Linked DNA regions of Zea mays: regions 2 and 3 are each linked to region 1. A link is a contact called in public Hi-C data. All regions are on one chromosome and are shown on one strand. The core of a region is the stretch at or near the end of the contact, and the rest is flanking DNA. Distances in the headings are between cores, read along the strand shown. Region 1 overlaps LOC103640664. Region 2 has its middle 48 kb from the start of LOC542720. Region 3 has its middle 8.9 kb from the start of LOC100382434.

Region 1 (4,196 bases), core at 807-3,306:
GACGATGGCGTTGACGGCAGCAACACTCAGGGAGAGGAACAGCGACAGCAGGATAGCACACTGAGGAAGAAAGCTAGCGAAGCACTGGCACAGATGCTGTCTGCAGAACTGCGTCATGTTGCTGGCCGGCTTACTGACATGCTGGCTAAAAGTAAGGGCTCCACAAGTCGAGTAAGGACAGCAAGAACCCTCGAGTGCTTGTGTTCACATATTTCTACAGAACATGGACAGCCTCCAAGACTGGATGCTATTGAAATGCTGACAAAGGTACTACTAACTAGCTAGGCCCTTCCTCTCCATGTTCTAAAAGTATGGAAGCTTGTCCTCTTCATTCCGTTAATTAATAATGGATGGAAGTTTCTCCACCGTTGCTGCAGGTTCTTCAGCTGATACTACGGATCCCATGCGAATCAAACAAGCTGGAGACGGTAATCCCATCTCTTCATCCACATCATACATATATTCCGTTCGAAACCTGTACATCATACATGCATGCAAGGCTATCTTCTGTAATGGCACTGCTCGATTCTAATCTAGGCTGACGAGGAGCAGCAAGAAGAAGAGGAATTCCTGGTCGCCTTGCTATCACTTGCCGTGGTGATATGTGACGGCATGGTCGACGAACATGGCTTCAGCTGTGCTGCGCCCCCTCAAGACATGGTGCCGCTGGTGAGAAAGCTTAAGGACATAATACAGGCTAACAACACAACCACGGTCGAATGCCTGCGGACAGTGAAGCTTACCTGCAAGCTGGTCGTTTCAATGGCACAGCTCAAGCCCATGTGCATCAAAGATTTCACAGAGCACAATTTCATGGATGTACTCTTGGAGTCTTTGAAGACGTTGTCAGATCTCGATAACTGCCTCGTATTATTTGAGGTCGATAATCATTATCAGGTGACAAAGACTGATAAGCCACTGGTTTCACTTGTGAAGAAAGCTCATCAACTCTTCTAAAAAGCAACGAGAACAACCCGGTAATGTGTATGTGTACGCGTGCATGTGTGCGTGCACGCGCGCATTGTCAAGTCTGCATATCAATCCAATAGTGCGCTGCGTGAAATGATGTGAAACTCAGCCTGATAAGATAAGGCGCAAAACGCCATTGCTTACGGTATTCAACCATCCACTGTATGTTTCCTGTATGAAGTGTGCATCCCACCCCCCCCCCCCCCCCCCCCCCCCCCCCAAACAAAGAACATTGTATCACTGAAAGATTCAAATTGAAACATTTTGTATTCTAACAAAAAAAATTAGCAGGCCTTTTGTATAGGTAGAGAAACGGATACACTCATCACTAGCATATCTACAAATAGTACTCTCTCAGTTCTTTTTTATTTGTTGCCATTTAATTTAAAAATAAACTAATGGACGACAAATATTCAAGAATAGAGGTAGTGTGCAATAAGTCTGTAGCTGATGGGCTACCTGCGAGCGGCGAGATGTAACACCCAAAATCCTAGTTTTTGGGATTTAGGAAAAATTCATTAGAGATTTAAACTTTAAATTATCTTTTTAATAAAGATTTTCTTACATTTAAAATTTCATCCTCTAAAATAAATATGTTTTCAAATAAGAGATTATATAGAAGATCCTTATATAAGTTAAGTTATTGAATAATATATTCATAAATATCTTCTAAAATATTTAAGTTAAAGTATCTTTTTCTAAATAATATAGAATAGAGATTACTTTCTTAATATACATTGTGTGTGTATAATTGGTGTATTCAAAAGCATGTTTCATAGATAGGGTAAAAAAATTTGGATTTGCATTCATGCCGGACTTTTGAATGTGCATCTAGTTCGATTTAAAATTTTAACTCCGAATTGAAGCCGATTTGAAAATAGGAATTCAAAATAGAAAATTAAACAAAAGGGGAATTAACAATGGAAGAGATAAAGGAAAGATGAAACATGCTCGTGGGCCGTGTTAACCTGGCCGTCTCATCTCTCCCTTTTCCTTTCCTTTCTTCCCTCGCGCGGCCCGACTCCTTCACACTTTATTTCTTTTCGCCGCATGGGCCATTGGCCGGTGGGCCCAATACCCTTGACGCTCATCCGATAAACAATGTAATAGGCTCATGGATCAGCCCTTCACCCCTTACATACTGACATGTGGGGCCATGCCGTCAGAACCTTCCCCTTCGCCTGTAACTGTAACACCTAATTTGTAAGAGATCATATTAAAAGGAGAAAAGTGTTTTCCTTTATTTATATAAGTGTATCACATCCATTTGTCATCACATGTGAACACCACCTTTAAAAACAATTAATAAAAATATATATATCACTAAACCATGGCATCATGCTGGATTATGTTTTGTGTGCATTTTGTGACAACATAAAAATAACATAAAAAGAAATAGGTTAAAAAATCCAAAGTGGAATTTAAATTCTAAAGGAAAATTCAAGAAGTGAGAAAAGAGAGAAGAAGAGAAATTACTAGGTGAATAAAAATAAGTATAAAAATATATATATTATTCTCATACATATTGGAGTTTGAATATTTGAATCAAAGGTTAAGTCCACAAAAGGATTCAAATTCAAACTAGAGATTCAAATGAAAAGAAAATAAATAAAAAAGAAAAGAAAAGGAGAATAAAAGAAAAGAACAAAAACCTAGCTCGGCCCAACTCTTTCCAATCCGGCCCAGCTTCGCACTCCCCCTCCGCGCAGCCCAGGAAAGAACGCTGCTTGCTGTGAGCCACTACCACTGACCCGTGGGTCCCGCGTGCAGCCTCACCGCTTCACGCTGCACGCTGCTGGCGCCACTTCCACGTGGGCCCCACCCATCAGAGTTTCCCCCTTCCTCGCGGCGTGCTGTTGCAACAGAACTTGCACGCATTCCAGGCGTCGGGCTGACCATCTCTGGGCGCATAAAACGAGCTGTGCTGCACCCTATTCTTCTCCTTGACCTTGTACGCATACCCAGGGGAGGAGAATTTTGTGAGGGGAGGAGGTGGGTGACGAGTTCCGCCGCGACCGATCGGGTGGATCGTCGCCCTTTGCTGTTTGTCGTGCTCGGCGCCAAATTGGTGTGTTGCGTGCGGCCGGGTGGCTTCGTCTACGTTCCGGGGCACTTGTGGGTAGGGCTGACAATGGGCTACAAATTTTGCACTATAAGATTTAAGGATCAAATCGGGTTAGGATCGGACTCTATTTCTAGTCATTTTTGAACTATAATTTATTTAGGGCCTTAACATTTTGTGAAGAACCATTTGGATCACGATCCATTACCACCCCTACTCGTGGGGCGCGTGTGAAGGTCGTGCGTAACCCGGGCGAACCCAATCCCTCGCTGTCGTCGCTGTTCCGCGGATCGCCGTGGACAGAGCTGAGCACTGCTGGAATCAATGTAAGGACCCGCTCCCCATGTTTGCCCCCTTCCCAATTCCATTTCGCACTTAGTATGCCTAGAAATCGTGCACCGTAGGTTAAAGGGAGAATTCCGGCCATGGCGCGCCGCCGTGCGGGGTGTTTCCGTCGCCGACGGGGACTTGGGTCGGGCGAATACACCTGCGCGGTTCGATCGGGGTTAAACGGCCGAGATTAGGCCAAATGAATGATCGGATGGCTCGGAGTATAGGAAACACCCATTAAACCTGAATCGTCGATCCTGGATCCATCGGCCTCCGATGCGTACCGCTTCAGTATAGCGTGGATTTGATCTAGGCCACTGTCATCAAATCAGACGGCCGAAATGGCTCTATACCTCTTCGCTGCGTCAACCTTACAAAAGAGATCCTCTGTTTTTGTAAAACTAACCCGCGGTCTAGACCAGTGGCACATTGTGTCTTGGCGATCTTGCGGGTTAGCCCCTGTATTTCCTGGTAAATGAGGCCCAGTCCAGAGCATTGTAAAATCAGAGAAATTAAATTTTAAATGGATTTTTAATATACAAATAAGTGCTAGAACTTATAAAATTCATAGAAAATTCATCTATAGTCCAAATTAATCCATTCCACTTTCTAAAATTTTGTAATATTATTCTCTATCACTTAGAGTATCTGTTTTGACATGAAAACAGTAAGAAAAATAATTTCTCACTTAATCCTATTTCAAGCACATAAAACCTTTGGAAATTCATATCTTAAAATCTATAACACCAAAAATTATGATTCCTGTTCCTAGGATTTTATTTTAATGTGTAGATTATTACTATGTATTTTGTTTACATGTTTGGTGTGATGTTAA
Region 2 (4,196 bases), core at 674-3,173, 200 kb before region 1:
CTCATATGCATAGGCTTGAGGGCATGATTGTATTTTTGATGAAGCTGTAGATTCGCTCTACCTACGATGTTGTTTTATTTTTACCTTTACATTGTTACTTAGGAAGCTCAAGGTACAATTATAATTATTTGTTACGCAATGGAAAATAGAGTAATGTACGATAGAGATGAGTTAAATATTCTATCTTTATACATCACATAATTGACTCGCCACACCTTTTATTTATCTCAACTATCTTCTTTCTTTAATTAATCTCTTTACGAAGAGTTAATTAAAGGGTGAGATAAAAGGTAAATTCATTTGTATTGCCTTTAACTAATGAGTTCATTCCCACGAGTCGATATTGTCGGTTTTCGAAGTATAGTCGATGCAGATAGTTGTTTGTAGTGCTGGCTCTTTACTGTCCACTAAGAAGAAGAGGTAGAAGATAATTCTCCGATCAATAGCTTCACCAAGAAGTAACGAATAACATGTTTCTCTAAAATATATCATCTAGTCTCTCATTTATTCACAATCCAGTTTGCAGCTTGCCCACCTAGTCTTGATCAGCCTGTACCCTAAATATACCATTGAACTCTAGTTGATGTTGTCCAAAAAATTCTTGGTGCTTCTCATGCCTACCGTGCCTTTTGTTACTACTAGGCACATTCCAATCTGTGCGAACGATGATATGCAGTTCTCCAACTGTGAGCACTTTATAAGCTCTGCAACACTAGTGCAGTGTGTTCACATGTAAAATAAAGCAGCAGCAAAAGAAAGTAGAGAAAATAAACCCGCGGTGAATTGAAGGATTCAGATCGTGATATTGAATATGCCTGTCCAATCATGCGTTGAATATAATATAATGCTGGCTCTAAATTAAACTACAGCTGCTGGCCTCATATCGATCTGACCAATATGCTTGGTTCATAAAAAAATATAACGATTCAAAATGGAAATTCTAGGAAATATTCAAAGTCATACGTGCATTTATTTAGAATAATTAAGAGAATGTTTGGAAGCACCCAATTTAAACTGGTTTATAGAAAATGAGGTGGTTCCAAACATACCAGTTTTTATGCCTTAGTTTACAGAAATTAAATTCTCAGTTTCTTAAAAACCAAGAAGCTATCCTCTCCTAGCTAAAAAAGATCAGTGGTAAACAAGGTATAAAGATGACCAAACTAGAATGACCTATTGGGTCCCATCAAAGTTAAGCCTAAACATGCCAAAGTGATTATAGAGAACATTATTGGGTAAAGAAAAGTGGTCAAGGGCACAACTTGCCTTCAACGAGCTCATGCTCAGTAGTGTCGACCTGCTGAATACCAAGGTCATCGGTCACTTGTTCGTCTACTCGTAGCAATACAAACAAACATGGTATAGGAGAAATTAACATCACAACAAATAGAAGAATATAATGCATAATGATGATCTATGCATCGTAACGAGATCCTAAGTTCGAGAACCACTAAAATCAGAGTTACGGTTAAAGAGTTATGATTTTCTGAAGGTTTAAGTGTTAAATATAAAACAAAATGAGTGCTTGATTTTATCTCTATATTACATAGTAAAATAAAGTTACTAACTGATGGACAATATTAATAAGAGTCTAATGCAATTAGAATGGATTAATTCGGAGCTAGAATGAGCTAAATATGAATTTTACAAGTTCTTAGATTTATTTTCATATATATTAATCTATTTTCGGATTTAATTCATAATTATATCAGATTGTCGGACTGCGGCCAAGATAACAGGAAGTTTCAGGGGCCAAAGTATCAAAAATAGGACCAATCTGCTATACTCTTTACTTAGAGGGGACAGCGAGTGATTTATACAGAAGTCTGGAGTCTCTTTTAGAAATACCCCACGGATGAAGGGGTACAGATGATTTCGGGCCGTTGGATTAGAATTGGACGGCTGCAACACATCCAAGCAAAGGGGTACGCTGTATTCAATCTGGATCGCACTATCGCGATCCAACCGTCCCGGTTCGGTTCTGGGGCGATCTAATCATAGCCACCCAACGATGATCCAACGGATCGCACTCGTCTTCTTCCTTGAGTCACGCCGTGGCCAAGCGAGCACCCTGAGCAGCGGCGCTGAACTCGTCGGCGCACCGGACAGACGCGCCTGCGACCATGGAACCACTCACTCTACCAGCAAACGGGAAAGAGACTCCGCCTACCCCGATTCTGGTCGCCCTCTTCCCCTCTGCTGAACCCGTCCCGAACCCACACTTGGCACCATGCGGCACCGTGGTGACGCAGCAACCTCGCCCTAGTTTGTTGAACCCTAAACGCTCCAGTCCCGATCGTGCTCGCCTCTATGCTACTCGCTGTAAAAGGGGCGAAGGTTCGAAGGAGCACCTTACCGGACTACGTAGCCTAGTCCCCAATGATGCGCGCAGCTGGCTTCATGATCCCCGATTCCCCGCGAGCTTCTCTGGACGCGGTAGGCTGGCGACGCTGGCAGGGCCGTTCCTGACATTTAAGGTGCCCACGACAAGATTATAAACAGAGGTCCCAACGTCATAAAATCGTTTTTTACTATTACATGTATATATATATATATATCAACTAATTATATTTAATATATCACAGAAAGACTTGAGCAGTAAAAAATAGAAGTAAGATTATTACCTCAAATATATTGAAGAGATCAACTTAAAAATGTCTTCTAATATTTCTAGATGAAAAATCATCAATGATGGCTTCAATATTGACATCATCTAATAATTTCTTCTCAATACATAAAGTTGCTAGCCCGTTTAACCTTTCTTGAGACATTGTAGACCTTAAATAATTCTTCAATAACTTAAGCTTTGAGAAGCTCCTTTCAGCTGATGCCACAGTTATTGGTATAGTAAATAATATCCGATAAGCAACAAATATATTAGGATAGCAATCCATTCTCCTAACAAACTCAAAAATTTCCATAGCAATCCATTCTCCGTGTGCTTCCTTCTTTTTCTTTTTGGCTACCTGATGCATATTTTCTAGGAGGCATGATGTCAACAACAATCTGCAAGAAATCAATAAAAAAATTAATAAAACAATCTGCACGCAAACAATAAAATAATCTATAAAATGAAAAGCACCAGAACCTGTCAATCACGCAGAAGGCAGTGTCTGCGTCGCGTCTTCGGCTGAGCTCCCAGCGCTAGCAGCACGCGGCGTGGGCAGCAGCCAGCAGGCGGCGGCAGGAAAGGCAGCAGGCGGGCGCGCGCGGCGTGCAGCAAGAAAACTAGAAAAGCAGGCAGCAGACGGTGGCAGGAAAAGTAGGTAGCAGGAAGGTAGGCGGCGGCAACAAAGCATAAAGAATTAAAACCTGCGGTACTGCCTACCCTAATTCCTATAAGACTAATCCTTATATCCTATTGAACTTTATATAGAGTGGGGCCCCTGGGAGATGGGGGCCCAGGTCGGCTGCCCCTGGCGCCCTGCCTCAGGCACGGCCCTGGACGCTGGTCCCAGATGCCATGGTGACGTCAGCCCCGACGAGAGGGTTAAACAATATATTTTATTTGTGCCCACGCGAGGGCCGATGTTGGGCTGCTTCTGTGGATGGGCCACATAGGGACCCAATCCAAGGACACGTGAAAAGGGAAGGAAGGAAGAAGAGAGAAAAAACACAAAGAGGTGAGCTGGGATTTGGGCCCAACGCAGAATCGACCCATCATTCTTTCTTTCCTTTGTTTTGAATTTCTTTGTTTTCCTTTTTCTATTCCCCATTTTTTAATTTGAATTTCAGCAAAGTCTTGACCCTCAAACTTCCAATAAAATGCACCACATAAAAGGTCAGCATGATATGCATGGTTTGTTATTTTCCATTAAATAATCCATTCACTTTAAAAGTGATCATTCATATGCACAAATAAATGAAGAGAAATATTTACACAAGAAGATTAACCCTTCTTCTTTATTATATAAATGTTGGGTACTACAAATAGGTGGGGGAGCGTGGAGCATGCCTGATCTAGGGAGCGGTAAGGATGTATGGAAGGGGCCCGACGTTGACGACCATCGATACAGTTGGCGCCACAGGGGCTGATTTGACCCCAACGAGGAACGAAGCCCAAGCCCCTATCCGTTGGGACCACAGGATTTTGATCGTCATATCCTATGGGTGCTCGAACCGTGACAGTATAGGCCCCAACCATCACAAATTACACTAGGAAATCGAGTCCCGGTCTCTAATTGGAGGACTATCGA
Region 3 (4,196 bases), core at 718-3,217, 180 kb after region 1:
CAATGTGCTTAATTTTGAGAATAAGAAGTAGATCACTAGTGCCAGTTTATGCACAATCACTGCGCTATATGAGACACACTAGGCACATTTTTGCATAATGGTTACATCTTGATCCTGACAACAAGAGTCTACTACTATGTGCCTGTTTATGTGTAACATAACCTTATCGTTTTCATACCAATGTGAAATACTAGGTTCTTGGTATTTGTTATTTACATATGTTAAGGTATTGCTCTTGTTATTTTTTTTCCCGAATTCTGGATTGCTGTGCTAAATAAAAAAAACATGTTTTTTTTTTTGCTCATTATTGGTATGTTTCAGGCTAAAGCTGGAGCAAGATCAGCAACTCTTTCAATGGTTGGGTATCTTGTATGCACATCAATGCCCATAACGTGTAAGTTCCAAATGTTGATTCAGTGAACACCAATACTACACCTTTGCAGGCATATGCATATGCTTGCCTGTGAGGATTGCGTGGTGATGCTGGGATAGCAGAGTGCTCTTATGTAGCTTCTCAGGTTTATTTTCTTTCCTGTATACAGTTCAAAACCATATTTCAGGTTATGCTTTGATTGACCTTTTAGTTGACCCGAATTATTGATTTGTGAGTTGTGTTTCTCTCGTCTTGTGGTTGAAGGCCACAGAGTTGCATTTCTTTGCATCCAAAGTGCGGTTAGGTTAGGGCGATGTGTTAAACGAGTTTGAGAGGTCAGGTTCTTGTTATGAATTGAAGTTGCCTTGCATGGTCTGCAGCATGATTCATCAGCCATTCACACATGCTTTCCGCTTAAGTATATCCCAGTAAGATTAGTTTGTTTGTTCTTGCCTTTCATCTAGAACTACAGGTTCATCTTGCTTGGCCACTCATGTCTTCCCTATGACTTCTTTTCTCATGCGCATGGACATATTGGTCACAAGTGTTTCATAGACCAGAATACAGTTCCCAGGAGAAAGCATGGATGCGTCATGTATGCAGCCATGCGTGCTCAACCCTGAACGAACATAGATGTGGCGTGTTCTGGCTTCCTGAGAGCTCTCATCTTGTTATCCCTCTGTAAAACTGTGTACACGGCTGTGCTAAAAAACTATAAATATGTGGCCTCCAAAGGAGGAAATAGAAGAAGAAAAAAAAATTGCTTCTGAAGTCTGAATGTTTGGTCCCCAATGTACGGGATCAGATGGTATTAGATAATACGTTTGCAGTGTATGGAACTGTGTGCGAATCACAACTGAGACTGTCCTTCGCGCTACGTTGTTTAGTCACGTAAATCCATGGCGGGATTTGTGCATGATGGGTTAACTTGTACAGCCTTCAGCTATATGTACTTCTCTATTGCTGGGTACCTGGTACCGAGAGAGAGGAGAAATTTTGGCTGTGGTGGTGGTGGGGATATGAATATGATACAGGGGGTGTTTGAATGCACTCAAGCTAACTGTTAGTTGGCTAAAAATTGATAGTGAAATTAGCTAGCTAACTATATATTAGCTAATTTGTCAGAAGTAGCTAATAGCTGAAGGTGCTGTTGCTTTCGCGATTGATGCAAAATAAGAAAACAATGTTATCCTGGCAAAGGTTATACTCCTTTTCCTTTGGTGCTGGAGAACACTGCTGCGCTGATGAAGCGAGACTGCAGCTGATGAGACATGGAACTGAAGCAAGCAAAACGACATTTTTTTAAAAAAAAATGGAGACTGCGATAAACAATGTGAGGTACTCGAGGATAAAGGATGGGTCAGTTTGAGCCTTGTTCAGTGAGAGGAGTTGCTGTATTATTTTAGCCACACCAAATCCGCTGCGGGCCGGGGTTCGTGGCCTTTTTGTGGATGCTGTTTCTCTGCTGGGTGTCAAAGCAACTGCAGAGATGCCCATGCAGCAAAAAAAAAAAAAAAAGCAATAATTGGCAACTGCATGCAATGCAACTGAAGTGAAGGGAGGTTTAATGGGCTCTCGCATGTGGCCATGACAAAGGCCCACGACCAAAGTTGGCTGCCATGTAAAAGTCGCTAGTCTATATCTATATCTATATTATTTTTATACTTAAAGCACCAGTTTCAACGGTCGTCATGCGTCATTTTTTTACAAATAATCACTCACAGCTATTTCAAATTAATCCGCTGCACATCTATAGATGCCAAACGACGCCCGACACGGGCTAGATGCACGCGGGCTACAACTATGACACAGACATGTCATGCTGGCCTGCTAACTGTGTCGGGCCAGCCCGTTAGCCCATCGATCCATTTAATTAAATCATCGTCTAAAGATGCCAAACGACGCCCAACACAGGCTAGATGCACGCGGGCCACAACTATGGCACATGCACGTCATGTCGGTCTGCTAACTGTGTCGGGCCAGCCCGTTAGCCCGTCGATCCATTTAATTAAATCAGTGTAACGACGCCCGACACGGGCTAGATGCACGCGGGCCACAACTATGGCTTAGGCACGTCATGCCAACCTGCTAACTGTGTCGGGGCAGCCCGTTAGCCTGTCGATCCATTTAATTAAATCAGCGTAAAATGTTAAATAAACGGTGCGGGAGGTAGGGTTCGAACCCATGCCCTGATGGAAGAAGGCCGGGAGACATTGAGTGAAACTGTCTAACCAGTAGAACATCACGCTAAGATGTTTTTAATATTGAATATAAATTGTATATAGGTATATACGTTTTTTTGTAAAATAAAAAAAATAATCGTGTCGGGCCGGACCAGCACTACGGGTCGAGGCTACAGCCCAAGCACGGCACAACGTTCTTTGCTCTTGCAAGCATTATATCGTTTTTGAGACCACATTGGCGCAATGGACTACATGGTGTTTGAGGTTGCTGAATTGGATGGAGCAGCAATGATTTGTCACACTAACAACAAAATGAAAGGTTATTTGTTAGTTTTAAACGTTAGTAATTGCTACGAAGTAGCGTAATTTATATGGAGTGCATCCAGTTTTTATTAATGCCTGACTTTAGCAATCACTCCATATTTTGATCTATCTTTTTTATAAGTTTGACTTCATGGGACATATTTTAGAAACTTGATCTCAAAAACTTTCTCTTATTTGGTCTTTGTATGATGGAATTATGTCATTTTATAATCTCTGTTCATTCAGTCAATCGTTGTGAACTCTCTTTTAATCGTTCACTTCATTGGCCGTGTTGTACCATGACATATTTGCATGGAGTAAACAATAACATCAATTAGCCAAATCAAAAAATATAGTATACAGAGAGCGGAGACAATCAATAAAAAATCTTGAAATTTTTTTATGGATAGTTTACGTGGGTATTGTTGTAAGCCGTCGTAACGCACGGGCAACCGACTAGTAAGTCTTGTAAGCATGAGTGAACTAGCAGTAGGAGAGGGTTTGTTGCCTCCGTCGTCAGATCTTAGCCCTGTTTGATTTCTTTAGTCCCTAGGCTAAACTTTAGTGACTAAAATTTAGTCAATAAAGTAACACGTTTAGTTCCAGTGAATAAACCCTATTAAAGAGCATTAATTGCTATTACCTCTATTAATTAGTGAATGTTTGCTGCAAGAAAAAAGTGGAGAGAACAAATAAAGTAAAAATCCTACTTTAGTCCCTTTTAGTCACCTCTTTAGTAACTAAAGAACTAAAGTTTAGTCACCCCATTTTAGTCACCATGTTTGTTTCTTTAGTGACTAAACTATAGGGGTGTTTAAATACACTAGAACTAATAGTTAGTTGTCTAAAAATTGTTAGTGAAATTAGCTAGCTAACAAACAACTACATAATTATTAACTAATTTACCAAAAATATGTAATAATTGAACTATTAGATAGGATGTTTGGATGTCTCAACTAATTTTAGTCACTAACTATTATCTCTAGTGCATTCAAACACCCCTTTAGTCATCCTATACCAAACGGGACCTTAATCTAATAACGCTAATAAGAATAAGGCAATAAGCTAGCGTTTGGAAACAAACGGCGTGTTGGTTTGCTGGGAGGCTGAGATTCGGTAGATATGGAGAAGCAACGAAATCTTGTTACTTTTTTTTGTTTAATTTGGAGAAGCTGATGATGATGCTTCGTCGTTCCTTTTACATTACATGGCAGTCAGTCAGCTATATATATTATTATTATAATGCATGCATGCAGACGCAGAGGCACTAGCTCTTGATTTGTTTAAATTACAGCTGAACGTACGGCGTCCTACGTGCAACTTCCAGATTAAATAAA

Evidence for each region. Hi-C and Micro-C count contacts between places; a contact is called where the count stands out from the background.
Region 2: a contact with region 1 is called in a Hi-C map of leaf, with 5 times the contacts expected there. The contact joins two enhancer-like sites. A contact is called at or near these places in 2 of 25 Hi-C or Micro-C datasets (bundle sheath and leaf).
Region 3: a contact with region 1 is called in a Hi-C map of tassel, with 1.9 times the contacts expected there. The contact joins two enhancer-like sites. A contact is called at or near these places in 2 of 25 Hi-C or Micro-C datasets (leaf and tassel).

What each region holds. Positions count from the first base shown.
Region 1 is chr1:182,326,290-182,330,485 of Zm-B73-REFERENCE-NAM-5.0, forward strand. It overlaps LOC103640664, which reads left to right. Exons shown (of 4, transcript XM_008664154.4): 2 at 1-267; 3 at 378-428; 4 at 538-1,125. The coding sequence ends at 957. Among protein-coding and RNA genes, the nearest start is that of LOC103640664, 23 kb to the left of the region's middle. Within about 2 kb of position 2,057, at least 17 of the 20 cell types and tissues checked have an H3K27ac peak or open chromatin away from gene starts, as enhancers often do. A contact at or near this core is called in bundle sheath, leaf and tassel, where this site is marked.
Region 2 is chr1:182,122,473-182,126,668 of Zm-B73-REFERENCE-NAM-5.0, forward strand. No RefSeq gene overlaps it. Among protein-coding and RNA genes, the nearest start is that of LOC542720, 48 kb to the left of the region's middle. Within about 2 kb of position 1,924, at least 17 of the 20 cell types and tissues checked have an H3K27ac peak or open chromatin away from gene starts, as enhancers often do. A contact at or near this core is called in bundle sheath and leaf, where this site is marked.
Region 3 is chr1:182,501,899-182,506,094 of Zm-B73-REFERENCE-NAM-5.0, forward strand. It overlaps the pseudogene LOC103640709. Among protein-coding and RNA genes, the nearest start is that of LOC100382434, 8.9 kb to the right of the region's middle. Within about 2 kb of position 1,968, at least 13 of the 20 cell types and tissues checked have an H3K27ac peak or open chromatin away from gene starts, as enhancers often do. A contact at or near this core is called in leaf and tassel, where this site is marked.